2 separate regions of the Muntiacus reevesi genome follow, and region 1 is linked to region 2. Evidence: chromatin contacts called from public Hi-C data. All regions are on one chromosome and are shown on one strand. The core of a region is the stretch at or near the end of the contact, and the rest is flanking DNA. Distances in the headings are between cores, read along the strand shown. Region 1 holds the start of CREBZF (CREB/ATF bZIP transcription factor). Region 2 holds the start of EED (embryonic ectoderm development).

The links. Hi-C and Micro-C count contacts between places; a contact is called where the count stands out from the background.
Region 1: a contact with region 2 is called in a Hi-C map of muscle, with 4 times the contacts expected there. The contact joins the promoter of CREBZF here to the promoter of EED in region 2. A contact is called at or near these places in 2 of 3 Hi-C or Micro-C datasets (blood and muscle).

What each region holds. Positions count from the first base shown.
Region 1 is chr5:9,897,759-9,903,960 of mMunRee1.1, forward strand. CREBZF (CREB/ATF bZIP transcription factor) reads left to right here and starts at 4,405. Exons shown (of 3, transcript XM_065936948.1): 1 at 4,405-5,827; 2 at 5,924-6,001. The coding sequence starts at 4,641. The coding sequence ends at 5,714. CCDC89 (coiled-coil domain containing 89) reads left to right here. Exons shown (of 4, transcript XR_010663386.1): 4 at 4,279-4,377.
Region 2 is chr5:9,347,223-9,354,171 of mMunRee1.1, forward strand. It overlaps EED (embryonic ectoderm development), which reads right to left and starts at 3,425. Exons shown (of 13, transcript XM_065936899.1): 1 at 2,929-3,425. The coding sequence starts at 3,042.

The DNA.
Region 1 (6,202 bases), core at 3,155-5,654, 550 kb after region 2:
CAAGTATTGCAAAGAAGGAAGCAAAATTGTCATTGTATATAATAAGATGATATAACTGTTTACCAAGGAAATTTGAATAAGTAAACTGAAAATAAAGACTTAAGAAAGTTCAGCCATTGAATCTAGATAAACACAGTCTTCATCATACATATTTACTCTGCCACATGAAGCATCAAAGATGAATAAAACTGAACTGGAAAGAATCTGGTAGAAAATGGTTTGGAGACAGCCTTTTCAAAATGTATCATTTCTAGGGAGAAACTAAACAGTACAACTTGAGAGCCCACAGTGATTCCCTGGTACATTTGGTGAGGCCTCCCAAATCTATTACCATATTTAAGGAAATAATATGTGTAAAGTCCTATATATGCCCAATATTGATAAGGGCTCCTAACTAGCAGTTATTATTATTACTATCATATTACAATTATTAAAATGATCCTTGCCTTGTAGGTCCTTATAACAGAACTACATCAATGGAAACTGGAAAAAAAGAAAATTCAGTGAGTGAGTCAGTTAAAAATTTAACAAAAACATCAGTAGCTTTCCTGTGGAGCAACAATAACCATTTAAAAAGCATAGAAAAAGAAATAGTCCAGTAGCCCCCAAAAATGCATAAAGTAACTGAGGAAAATAATAAATTTAATGCAATTTCCATGAAAATTACAGCTTTTTTTTTAAACTTGGAAAATTTTATAAAGTTATCTGGAGGAATAAATATTCAAATACAGATTTAAAATTCTGAGAAAGACTAAAAAAAGTCTTGTCCTATGACATATTGAAATATAAAACTGCAACAAAAATATACTGATTTTGCTTCCAAAATGGATACACTAATCAATGAAATAGAAGAAAAACACCAGAAATAGATCCAACTATATATAAGAATTTAATATATGGCACAAATGTTGGGACATCAGTGAGTACAAGTATGGATTCTTCAATAAACTGTATTGTAGCAGATAACTTTTTGAAAAATTATATTCTTATGTCACATTTTATACCAGAATAAATTCCAGTTGGCTCTGTTAATAAATGAAATAATCACTCATATTGTTAAAAAAAACAGTAATTTATAAATAGAAGAAATTAAAGGAGTTCTAAAATACATAAGTAAATATCACTATTATTTAGTTTAATAAAGGCTTTTTCAGCTAAACATCAAAGCCAGAAATCATGAAGAAAAGTTTAATAGACCATTTAGAAATTATAGTAAAACAAGTAGTTTTAGCCCTTCCCCCCAATGATCAACTAGAGGAAAAACTGGAACATAAATGAGACAAAAAAATGTTTTTCTTTTTTTTTTTAAAGAATGTTTTTCTTATAATGCAAGGGATTCATATAAATTAAGAAGGAAAAAAGACAAATATCTTTCTTGACAAACATCTCACTTCAAAGAAAAGTGGACTAAGATGGTAAAAAGACTGTAAACATTAGAAATCAGTTGGTAATGTGAAAAACATTCAAGCTAATAATTAAAGAAATGCCCATTCACACAAAAAGATGCCCCTTTTTAGATTGGCACATTTTAAAAAGAACAAATCCACTTTGATGAGTGCATAGAAATTAAATACTGTAAAACACCATTGGTGATAGATACCATAGGTAATAAGAGGTAATATTCCCATAGGTAATAATAAGTCTATGTATAAAAATTGTAGACAGATATTCTACTTCCAATAATTTGTCCTAAGGAAATCATAGGATAAGTGAACAAAGATATTTGTGCAACATTTTAGTGTGGTATGTAACAGTGAAAAATCCAATACAACCACAACCTAAGTGCTATCAGTGAGGTTGATTGAAAGTTGGGAAGTTCCTGAAATGAAATTCTAGACAGTCAACAAAAATAAGCATGCAAATATATATTTGGTAGTATAAAATATGTCAACAAAATATTCACATAAAAACATTAGAGTTCAGAGAAATAAAACAATTTATGTAATATATCCATACATAGAAAAACTCTTTATATTACACATCAAAATTTTAATAAATCATTTTGGGGTAGTTAGATTATGGGTAATATTCTACTTATTTGTATATTTCTGCACTATCTGAATCTTTTACAATGATTATTATAACCAGAAAAGAAAATTAAAAAACCAACTGTGAAGAAGGAGAGAATGAGAAGAGAGGAATGATCAAAGGGAGGGAAAGTCGTTTCTGCTGTAGCTGCTTTTTTGTCTTCTGAGGCTACACTGTAAAAATTCCCTTCTCTCAGTTTTTTACTTTTCTCTTAATTCATTGGAGAGGCTCTTAAACCATGTATAGTTAAACCGAAATCTTGTAATTTAGGGAAAAAATGATAAATCAATCCATGATCTTGATTTTGCCTTAGGAGAAAATACAGTTCGATTGGATGACCAGCAACACAAAACACCTGTTAAGTCAAAGTATGCCAGAAAACTTGTTATCTCGAACTGTTCGCTGTTCTACTTTTGCAAAACCTTCCCTAATGGGGCTTCCCTGGTGGCTCAGAGGGTAAAGTGTCTGCCTGCAATGCGGGAGCCCCGCGTTCCATCCCTGGGTCGGGAAGATCCCTTGGAAAAGGAAATGGCAACCTACTCCAGTATTCTTGCTTGGAGAATCCCATGGGCAGAGGACCCTGATAGGCTACAGTTGAAGGGGTCTCAGAGCGTCAGACAGGACTGAGCGACTTCACTTACTCTTTCGTTTCCTAAAGGGAAGATTAAGGAGTTAACTGGAGGCCACTCATTTCTTCTTCTAGATTCATCAGTCAGTCAGTTCAGTTGCTCAGTCGTGTTTGCCTCTTTGTGACCCCATGGACTGCAGCACGCCAGGCTTCCCTGTCCATCACCAACTCCCGGAGCTTGCTCAAACTCATGTCTAGATACCATCAGTTCAGTTCAGTTCAGTCGCTCAGTCGATACCATAGGTCATGCTTATTTGTGTCCCTTGCAGAATCGTTTTCATTTAGTTGAGTTTTAGTGCAATGCCTTCAGTTAAAAGTTGGAAACCTTCTTCATTCATTCAACAAATGTTTATCAAAGCCTACCCTGTGCCAGGTACTGTTTGGGACCTATCAGTATCCAAATTTCCTGGAACTTGCTTTCAATTCTTCTAGAAAACAGCCAAATAAAGGAAGGTTTGGTGAAGTTATCTGCTGCTTTATTCAGTATCTCATTTAAAAGTTTCTTTAAGACATGAGAACAGGAAAAGCAGTTAAGGAATTCATGTGTACTTTACTCATAAGCAAATAAAGGAAAGTTTGTTTGGGTTACCAGGAAGCTTAGTCTACTGTTAGCTCAACTTGAGTAACTAAGATTTTATGTCCATCCGATTCTGAAACAAACCTTTCCTCCTTTAGACTCCTTATCTTTTTCATCTGTATTTTCACTGACTTTGCTTTGTAAAAATTTGAGTTATTTCACTGTTTTCTAGTGTATTTGTGAACTGCCTCAAACCTGAAATCCTTGTGGGTTTTAAGGAACAATATAAACAACACCACGAGGAAACAGACAAATCCAGATTGTGATGCATTTTTCAAGACAACTGACCTTGTTTTTTTAAAAAAAGCCAATGTGAAATGTGATAGGGGGTGTTCTAGTTTGACAAATGGAGGGCGGGGGAACATAACAAATGCAAGAAGTGGTTTGTGATTGGATCCTGGCTCAAAAGAACATATCTGCTATAAAAGATTATTTTTGAAGAAAGCTGAACAAATTTTGAATATGATATGAGTAATAGGTAATATTGACAAGATTGTTAATTTTCTCCAGACCTGATAATAGTATTATGATTATGAAAGAGAGTGTTATTTTTAAAGATGCATACGGAAGCATGTTGAGGTGGTGTGTTTTGTCTCAAACTTTGGGATAATTCAGCAAAAAAAAATATTTTACAAACATTTATATAAAATGTATATGACAAATTGTTAATTGTTGAGTCTGGGTATTGGGTAGTATTGTTGAATTAGAATACTCTTTCACATATTCTGTATATTTGTAAATTTTTTAAACAAAATCTGGAAAAATTACATATGAATGACATTCTTTTCTTCTAGTACTATTTAAGTGTTTGAGTGAAACCATCTTGTACTATAGCGTAAGGGGGCGGGGCAATTTAAAAAATGGTTTGATTAGCAGTCTTAAATTCCAGGATAACTTTGATTATTCATAAATGTGGTATCGATCAGTTCTGAGCGATAGTTAACTTCACTGGAGGTGGAAGCTAGAATACAGAGGATAGAGAAGCGAGGGCCGAGCGGGCAGACCACCGTTTCAATAAATCCCTGGTTTGTTGTTATTTTTGCAGCTGTTACTATGACATCACTGGAGATCTGGAATTACGCCTGGTCTACCGAACTCTCGCGATACTAGAGCCCAGTGGAGCGCAAAATGCGGTGGGAGGGGCTGGGGCGAGATCGACTGACTTCCGGCCAGGCCGTTGTCTGGGTGGCGCGGTCGAGTCATCGTTGGGCCTCGCCGCTTCCATCTCCCTTCCCTGCCCCCCGCCCCGGCGCGGGGGGTCGACCAGCCAAGCGGGGGCGGGAGGCGACGCGGACCTTCCCCTTTCTTTCGTTCTGGCCTGCTCCCCGGCTACCCGCTCTGGGTCCCTGGGACCCGCGAGGCCCGGTCTGAGGGCCCGGGGCCTACGTGGGCCCGCCGCCGGGCCCCATGAGGCATAGCCTGACTAAACTGCTGGCGGCCTCGGGCAGCGACTCCCCGACGCGTAGTGAGAGCCCGGCGCCCGTCGCGACCTGCTCGCTGCCCTCGGACCTGACCGGGGCAGCGGAGGACGAGGGGACGGCGGCGGCCGGATCGCCCGGCCGCAGACAGCCGCGCGGCGACGAGGGCGAGTCGGAGGCCGGGAGGGGGGGCCGCGGCGGCGTGGCCGCGCGCGCGCCCTCGCCTGAGGAGATGGAGGAGGAGGCGATGGCCAGCATCCCCGGGGAGGAGACGGAGGACATGGACTTTCTGTCCGGCCTGGAACTGGCGGACCTGCTGGACCCCCGGCAGCCGGACTGGCACCTGGAGCCCGGGCTCAGCTCGCCGGGGCCCCTCTCCTCGTCCGGCGGAGGATCGGACAGCGGTGGCTTGTGGAGAGGCGACGACGACGACGAGGCCGCGGCTGCCGAGATGCAGCGCTTTTCGGACCTGCTGCAGAGGCTGTTAAACGGCATCGGAGCTTGCAGCAGCGGCAGTGACAGTGGCGGCGGCGAAAAGAGGCGGAGAAAGTCCCCAGGAGGCGGCGGCGGCGTCGGCGGCAGCGGCGGCGGCAACGACAGCAACCAGGCGGCGACAAAGAGTCCCCGGAAGGCGGCGGCGGCGGCTGCCCGCCTCAACCGGCTGAAGAAGAAGGAATACGTGATGGGGCTGGAGAGCCGAGTGCGGGGGCTGGCCGCCGAGAACCAGGAGCTGCGGGCCGAGAACCGGGAGCTGGGCAAGCGCGTGCAGGCTCTGCAGGAGGAGAGTCGCTACCTTCGGGCCGTCTTAGCCAACGAGACCGGACTGGCTCGCCTGCTGAGCCGGCTGAGCGGCGTGGGACTGCGGCTGACCACCTCGCTCTTCAGGGACTCGCCCGCCGGGGACCACGACTACGCTCTGCCCGTGGGGAAGCAGCAGCCGGACCCGCTGGAAGACCAGGACGACTCGGCTGGAGGAGTGTGTCTGCATGTGGACAAGGATAAGGTGTCGGTGGAATTCTGCTCGGCGTGCGCCCGGAAGGCGTCGTCTTCTCTTAAAATGTAGGGTCAAGTAATCCGCTCTTTATCCGCGTTTATCCCCTTTCAACTCCCTTACATCATGTAAAACACCTTAGTGGGACATCGTCACTGGACACATTTCAGAGGAGGAAAAAAAAAGTAATATTGAATCTTTAAGTGTTTAGCTAAAAGCATGAATGTGACACTGTAACCAACTCCTAATGATAACATGTGACTATTAAATCTCTCTGACAGTTTCTTTTTTAGGTGATTTCCTTCCTGCCAGGCTCCGTTGTAGGGGTTACAGAACAGTCGTTCCCGCCTCACCACCTGGTAAGGACCCATCTCTTCACGTAACGCTCATGCTCTGCTGCTTAGTCTACTTTAATGGGCAACATCTCAATTTGTGCGTGTGTGTGATTTTTTTTTGTTTGTTTGTTTGTTGTTTTCTTTTTCGGAAGTTGGGAGGGGAATCTAATTTGGGCCCTGTCCACCCTGGAAACAGACTTGTGCTGGTCAATAATGTACTCAAGT
Region 2 (6,949 bases), core at 2,175-4,674:
TATAGAATGGTACTGTGTAACAGACATGCACTACCACCTTCATTTGCTCAACAAGGAAACGGGGATAGTAATTTGTCCCTTGATCTCGCCACAGGTTCCTTAAGCAAAAGTCAAGTCTTCAGATTCAGCCTTCTGATCTTACTACCAGGCAACAATCAGTATTCTTTCAGAGGTCAATTATGCTGCACTTATATGAAAAAGTTAGTAAAATGGCAGATACATACACAATGAACTTAAAATAGGTCAGATATTAACTACACTTACTGTGCTGATCATTCTGCAATGCAAATACTGAATCACTATGTTGTGCACCTAAAACTAATAACATAATGTTATTAGTCAATTATATCTAAATTTTAAAAAGTTTAACGTCCTATCAGTTCTTTGATTCACTTTAACAATATCAACTGCTGAGATTACTGTAACTCCAGTTTACAAATACCACATTCTTTCCTCCACTTGCCTTTTGCCTTCCTGTCATTATCTGGCTCCCTCAAAAGTTAAACCACTGCCCTTATTAGCTTTTTCTGAATTCATTTTTATACAGAGTTCTCTACTCTCTTCCTTTACTGCTTCTCTTAACCTATGTCCTAGATCTGGGTCCCTGGATGGAATTCAGAGGGCCTGTGAACTTACGCAGTTGAATAAATTCATAAACAAAGATTGCATCTTAGTTTTCACATTTTTAACTAAAGTCTATTACTTCCTTCTATTACAATACAGGCAGTATACGTGCTAATGTTAGTGTAGCTGTAACCTTCTCAGCAAAGGAAATCAAGAATTTTTATACTCCATTATAGTTGTTGCAGATCTCAAAAGCTATCTATACCCATCAGTACTATCAGTCATTGTGAGGTCTAGTTAATGTAATAAAGAAGTACTTTATTAAAACAAACCTGAAATTTGTTTTAAACAATTTTATAACTTACTTATAATTTTATCATTGAGTTTGTTTGTAATCTTATATATTGTATTTTATACATTTGAAAATATTACTCTGAAGTTTCACAGGATTCATTAAAGTGTCCAAGGCAGAGAAAAGGTTAAAAGTCGCCATCTAAAGGAAGGAACCAAAACAAAGGCTTAGTCCAACCATGTAGCTCTGAATAGTTTCAATATGCATCAAAGAATACATTCCTCTTAAGGGTCTGTAAAAACAAAATAACCTTTCAATTTATTTAGTTCCCTGAAATTTTCCTCAGTCTAAATTGGGTATTGACATCTTCATTACATTTCTGCCTGATAAATATCTGGAAGGACCAGAAACACAAGTCTAGATAATGTGATAACAAAATAAGGAGTAATAATTAAATAACACTTGCATGGTATTTATGAACGGGGCATTTGGTTCAGCACTTTACCTACATTATCTAATTTAATCCTCACAAACATCCCATGAGGTAAATACCGTTATCATCCCCATTTTAAAAATAAAAATCCAAGGAAACTAGATAAAGTACCTAGATCAAGCAACCGGTAAAGCAGTAGAGTGGCGAATTTTAATCTAACACCTGGATCCAGGTTGTGCTCCTAGTCACTAATCTAATCTGCCAAGAGAAATTTAAGAGAAGGTGGAAATAGATTTCAACAGCTGAAGTGAAGAGGGTCGAACGTGTTAGATCCTAATATATAATAAGACTGGAAAGCACAAACAGGAAAATAAAAAGATTTAAAGTAACAATCAACACCTACTAAAGCCTTTCAGATTATTGAAGTCCAAATCCCACAAACTGACAACCCCCCAAATATCTTTCCTCTATCTGCAAAAAATTCTTTCCCATCTGTTCAGTGAAAATTTTGGTCTTGATCCATGCCATACATGTGCTTCAGTCGGTGTCTAAGATACACCATTTATTCTTAAAACTAGGCAAACTGAGAAAAAGAACTTACGCCACCCTTCTATAATACTTCAGAACACATTCCCTCGGAAGGTATCATCTCCGAATGAACCGTCGAGACATTTTTTCCTGAACTTATTGGATATAAACTTAAAACATGAAACAGAAAATTAAGGTCAATTCGGTTATCACTGGCGTCTCACCTAAACACAGCGGGGTCAACTGTTGGGACGGACTAGGGTTATGACTATTTAAAAAGTTAAAAAAAAATCTGATTCCAGAGCACCTTTACACATACGAGACCACGAGCCTACACCTAAAGCCATCTACCTTTACCACCGTTGCCTAGTGTCTTCCAGGTTGTACCCGTTATCCCAGTGAAAACCGACGGAAGACTAACTGTCCCTCCTCATTCCTTCCTCAAGAGTCGCTCCCCCTCTGACTCTGAAGACGACTCTCGCAGCTCGCCCCCTCCAGAAGTGAGGTCGACTGTCAGGCGCACCCCTTCTCCACAGAGACAGGAGCAAACACAAAAGCCCCTTTAAGAGAGTCACCGAAATCCCTGACGTCGGAGATCTACTCTTCCCATCCTGGACCGCCAGGAAGGGTCTAAGGAGAACACGGTCCCTAAATCCCTTTTTTAAAAGTCCGTAACACACGCTGGCCCCTCCTTCCAACTGTCTTAGGGGAAAAAAAAAAAACCAAACAAACACCTCTAACTTGCCTTTTAAACTAATGGAATCTCAGATCCGCACTTTCCCCCTAAAGGCCCAAACTCTCCTCCTCCACACAAAATGCTCTCAGGGCAGACCCCCTCCGACCCTCCGCCACCAAGCTCTGGCCGCAACCACACTCTCCTTCGCGAAGTTTCCTTTCGCTCTCGGCGCCCCAGCTCAAAAAAATCCCCTCAGAGACGAGTTCGATTTTCTCCTCCACGCCCGCGTTTTCCTCAGCAGAGCGGTGACACCTCTCCCTCCCCCAACCCCACCTTACCACAGCCGCCCGCCCGCCCCCGCGCCCACAGTTTAAAAAGAATTGAAAACTTTGACGGCCAAGTCCCGTCCGGACTGCCCCGGGGGGCTGCGCTCACATTCTCGTCTCCAGAAAGGTCCGGGTTGCTATTCTCGTCGCTGCTCAGCTTCTGCTTCTTGGCCGCAGGCATGTCTGTTCCCGCCGGCACTGTCGACACTTCCCTCTCGGACATATTCCTCCGCCTCCCTCCAGGTTCCTGCCGCCGGGGGCGGGGCCTCCGCCACACCGCCGTCAAGCAAGCCCGGCCGGAGCTTGCCGCAAAGCTGCCGCCGCCGCCACCGCCGCCGCTCCCCCCACTGTCGCAAACCGCGCCCAGCCGCCGAGGCGGGCGTGCGTGCGACCCCGCCACACTGCTGAAAAAGGGGCGCGCGCGCGCGCGCCCTCCCGCGCGGCTTCCCGGGTCCTTCCCTGTCCCCGCTCCCGTCTTGCCCTCTTCCCGCCGCCCTCCCGGCAGTTTGCACGGAGCGGGTGTGGGATCCGTCGGCTTCCGAGGGCAGTTATTTCCAACGTCCCCCTTCCCCGCGACCGCCCTGTAAAAGGAGAGGCGGAACTCTGAAGAAGGGGTACCCCCTCACCCCCTTCCTCCTTCCAGAGACGGTTCAGCCGCAATTGGCCCAATCCTTCGATCCCCCGACCCCGCTGCGAGGACTCGAAAGTCTGTGGAATGGACGGGCCGACTCGGGTCCCGGGGGACGGGGGGGACCAGACGAGAAGTCGCCTCACGGTTCGGGCGTCTGTGCCGAGTGTTCTTCATCTTGAACTCGAGGAGTAACGCTGTCACGTTATGCGCGGAACTGGTCACCACCTCACTTGCGTTGAGAACAGAAATTCAAACTGTAGAGAGCCTCGCGCCTGCCTCCCCTGCCAGGCGAATGGAAGGTGCCCGCTAACAGGTGCGCATGCGCCGGGGCGTGTGCTCGCGCTTAGTTGTCCGGGCCCGCCTCCTCCAAGCCCCTCCTCTTGGAAATCTTGTTTTCCAACCAGGTAGCCTTCCACCGGGTGTCCGTGGCCAAGGATGGATCTCAAGGCACCACCCAATCGTCGTCCCTTGAGTCCGTCCTGATTTCTTGATGAATACTTATTCTAGTGAATATTGATCGCAAGGAATGATTATTCTCGTCCAGTTAGTGCCAATATTGGATAGGGCTTAAGTAGGAATACCCTAAAATTATAATTATAGGCTCCTTAGAATTACATTCCAAAGGGCTTCTTTTAGTTCTTAAAGAATGTTAACGGCCCTGAACAATGCCAAGGCCTGAAAAGCAATGTTCACCTCCAAGTGTGTATGAGACTGAGAGACTTAAATGACGGACAATTATTTTTTGGACATGATTTTGACAAATTATAGGAGAAGTCAAAAAAACTGTGATGTTTTACAAAAATGTTTGTGTTATGTCTGGGCTCTTGACAGGTGCTAAGTGCATTGGTGAGCCTCGTGTAAGAAATAAAAGGCAGCTCCCTTTTATCTGCCTCTTTGGGAACGTAGCTGTGACCGCTTACATTTCTGGCCATATTGTCCTCATCTGTAGAAATGACGATAAAAGAAGGGACCTAACATTTCTTGAGCACTATTGGATAGTATCTACTTTTTTGTGTGTTCTAGGTCTCATTACATCACCTGTGAGATAAACAGTAGAAGAATGCCCCATCCATAAAATTCTAGTGTCCTTGAACTTCTGCATGATGCCTTAACATACTGCAGATTGCAAGTCACTTCTTTTGGAGACAAGGAGAGAACTCTTGAGAATTAGAAAGGTAAGGCAGAGGCAGGGCAGAATTTAGATATTTTTGTTATGAAGAGTCAAGAAAAATTAAGGAAGCTGAAAAAAAAAGTTTGGATTTAGTATAGTACTTGCACTTACTTATTGAACTGCTAATGTGCCAGGCACTACTAATCAATTAGTTGGTGAGAGAGAGATGACACTAGTAAGTATGGAGTCTCCACTGAGAAATAAGATGTGCCTTGTTTGACATGTTCATGGGCAGAGACAAACATACCCCATTTATCTGTTGAGAAGGATGTTTGTGAAATATAGTCCTACAAATAAAAGGGTAATCAACTAAAGCAATTCCAATCCAAATTGCTCTTTGTATCTGGGATCAGTGGGAGCTGGGAAGGGGGAATCAACTTCTACTCATAAAATTTAAAAAGTGCTGAACGACTGTGAAACTCAATGGTGTCGTTTCAGGGGGCTCCAAAGAGCTCAGTACCACAGTCCTTTATGTCTCAGCACAGGAAGAATTTAGTGAGAGGCAAAGTGATGAATAAAGGATTTGTTAGAAAAGGAGGTTTGTGATGTTTACAAGCAGGTGGGCGAGGGGGTGCTGTGCCCTGAGTACTTACTTAGTAGGTTACATTTTTATAGTCAGAGGAAGAGAGGAGAGGAGGAAAAGACCTTCTTTGTTTTTCTTGAGTAGACCTCATGCTTCCATTAGTTCCTCCTCCAGGTCGGACAGGGAAGTTTTCTTGTCCTTACATGGTCAAGCTAGGTTCAGAGTTGTTTTTTATGTGTGCAGAATATGTCCTAAGGGTCATTAACCTATTGAGCTCACTGGGCAGGATTTCGACCTCACGCCACCATTGTTTTATTGTTTTGGGTCATGCATTGTGCTTCTAGTGCATGGTTTTGTTGCTAAGCAGGCTTGCTTGGTTTTGTGGTTAAGTAAATGTGCTTTCCTGAGTAATCATTAATTTGTGGGGTCTCCCTTATTTTTTCCTACTTACATTCCCCTAGTGGGATTAGCTATTTAATCACCTACTTTGTCCCTTTACTCTGTCCCTTTCATTTGGATAAAGTATACATATGGAAGGAAAATGTCTTTCAGCATTCATGATACCCATAACAAAACAAAAATATTTTTAAAGAGTTTTGTTAAAACTTGGAGGGATGTTTTAAAGGTTTGTCCAATGAATCAGAGTTAATAAATAGAAATTAGTTAATAGTCATTGTCGCTAATGTTAAAAAATTATTCTGATGCTTGTTAAAACAGGAACTTTATTCAGTACTCTCATGATAAATGTCAAGACTGTCGAAGTAGGAGAGAGAGAGGGCTCAACTCGGAATACAGCAAGGGTAGGTGGGGATTTATAACCAAGGAGAAGAGTAGGGGGTGAAGGAGTTAGACATGTCACTTGCAATATGTTGCTTTGGTATATTTTTTAACATTTATATATAAATATATATTTATTTGGCTGCACTGAGTCTTGGTCTTGACATGCAGGACCTTCAGTCTTCGTGGTGTCTGCGAACTAGTTGGGGCATATGGTATCTAATTCTCCAAACAGGGATTGAACCCCAGGCCCCGGCATTGGGGGCTTGGAGTTTTAGCCACTGGACCACCAGAGAAGTAATAATTCTGAGGTGAAGACACTTTGGAAAACAGACTTCTCCAAGCTCCACTTGTCTGCCTAAAGACAGTCCTCCAAAAGGAACTGAACTGTCATAAATTCCCTCCCTAGGAATTTCAGCAATCAGGGAAGATTGACTCTAGTCACCAAAGAAGAGACTAGAAGTCAGGACTCAACACCACACCCAGAGAAATTTTGCAACACACTATCATTACCTCCCCTCTAGTCTGAGCCCATTCATCTTTCTAAAACATTACTCTTGCCCAAGTAGCATACACCTCCCTTCCCATTTCCCCTACTGAGATTGTTATAAACTCTCAAAGATCACTGCTTTTTTAGATATTCAGTTTTTCCCCCGTGATGGCCCTGTGCATGTGTTATTAAAAAATAATAAATTTATATACCTTTTATTTTGGTAACTTGCTTGCTTTTAGTTAGAGGGAAAGTCTTTCCTCCCCTACAGAGAAGTTGGTGGATGGAGATTTGCTAAAGGAGACATCAAGAATAGGGGGATTCTTCCTAATCCAGCTCACCAGGGTTATCAGATATCAAACCTGGATAATCCTTTCTAAACCAACTTAGCAGAATTCTTGGGAAAACTGACTTAGGAAAGTCCTGGGATAAGGTCTAGTTGAGGATATGGCTCAGAGGAGCCTGATTAAGGTTTAATTAAAGAGTCTTTAGTCAGGCTCCTCTGAACCCTCTTCTAATTCAACATATAAAATATCAC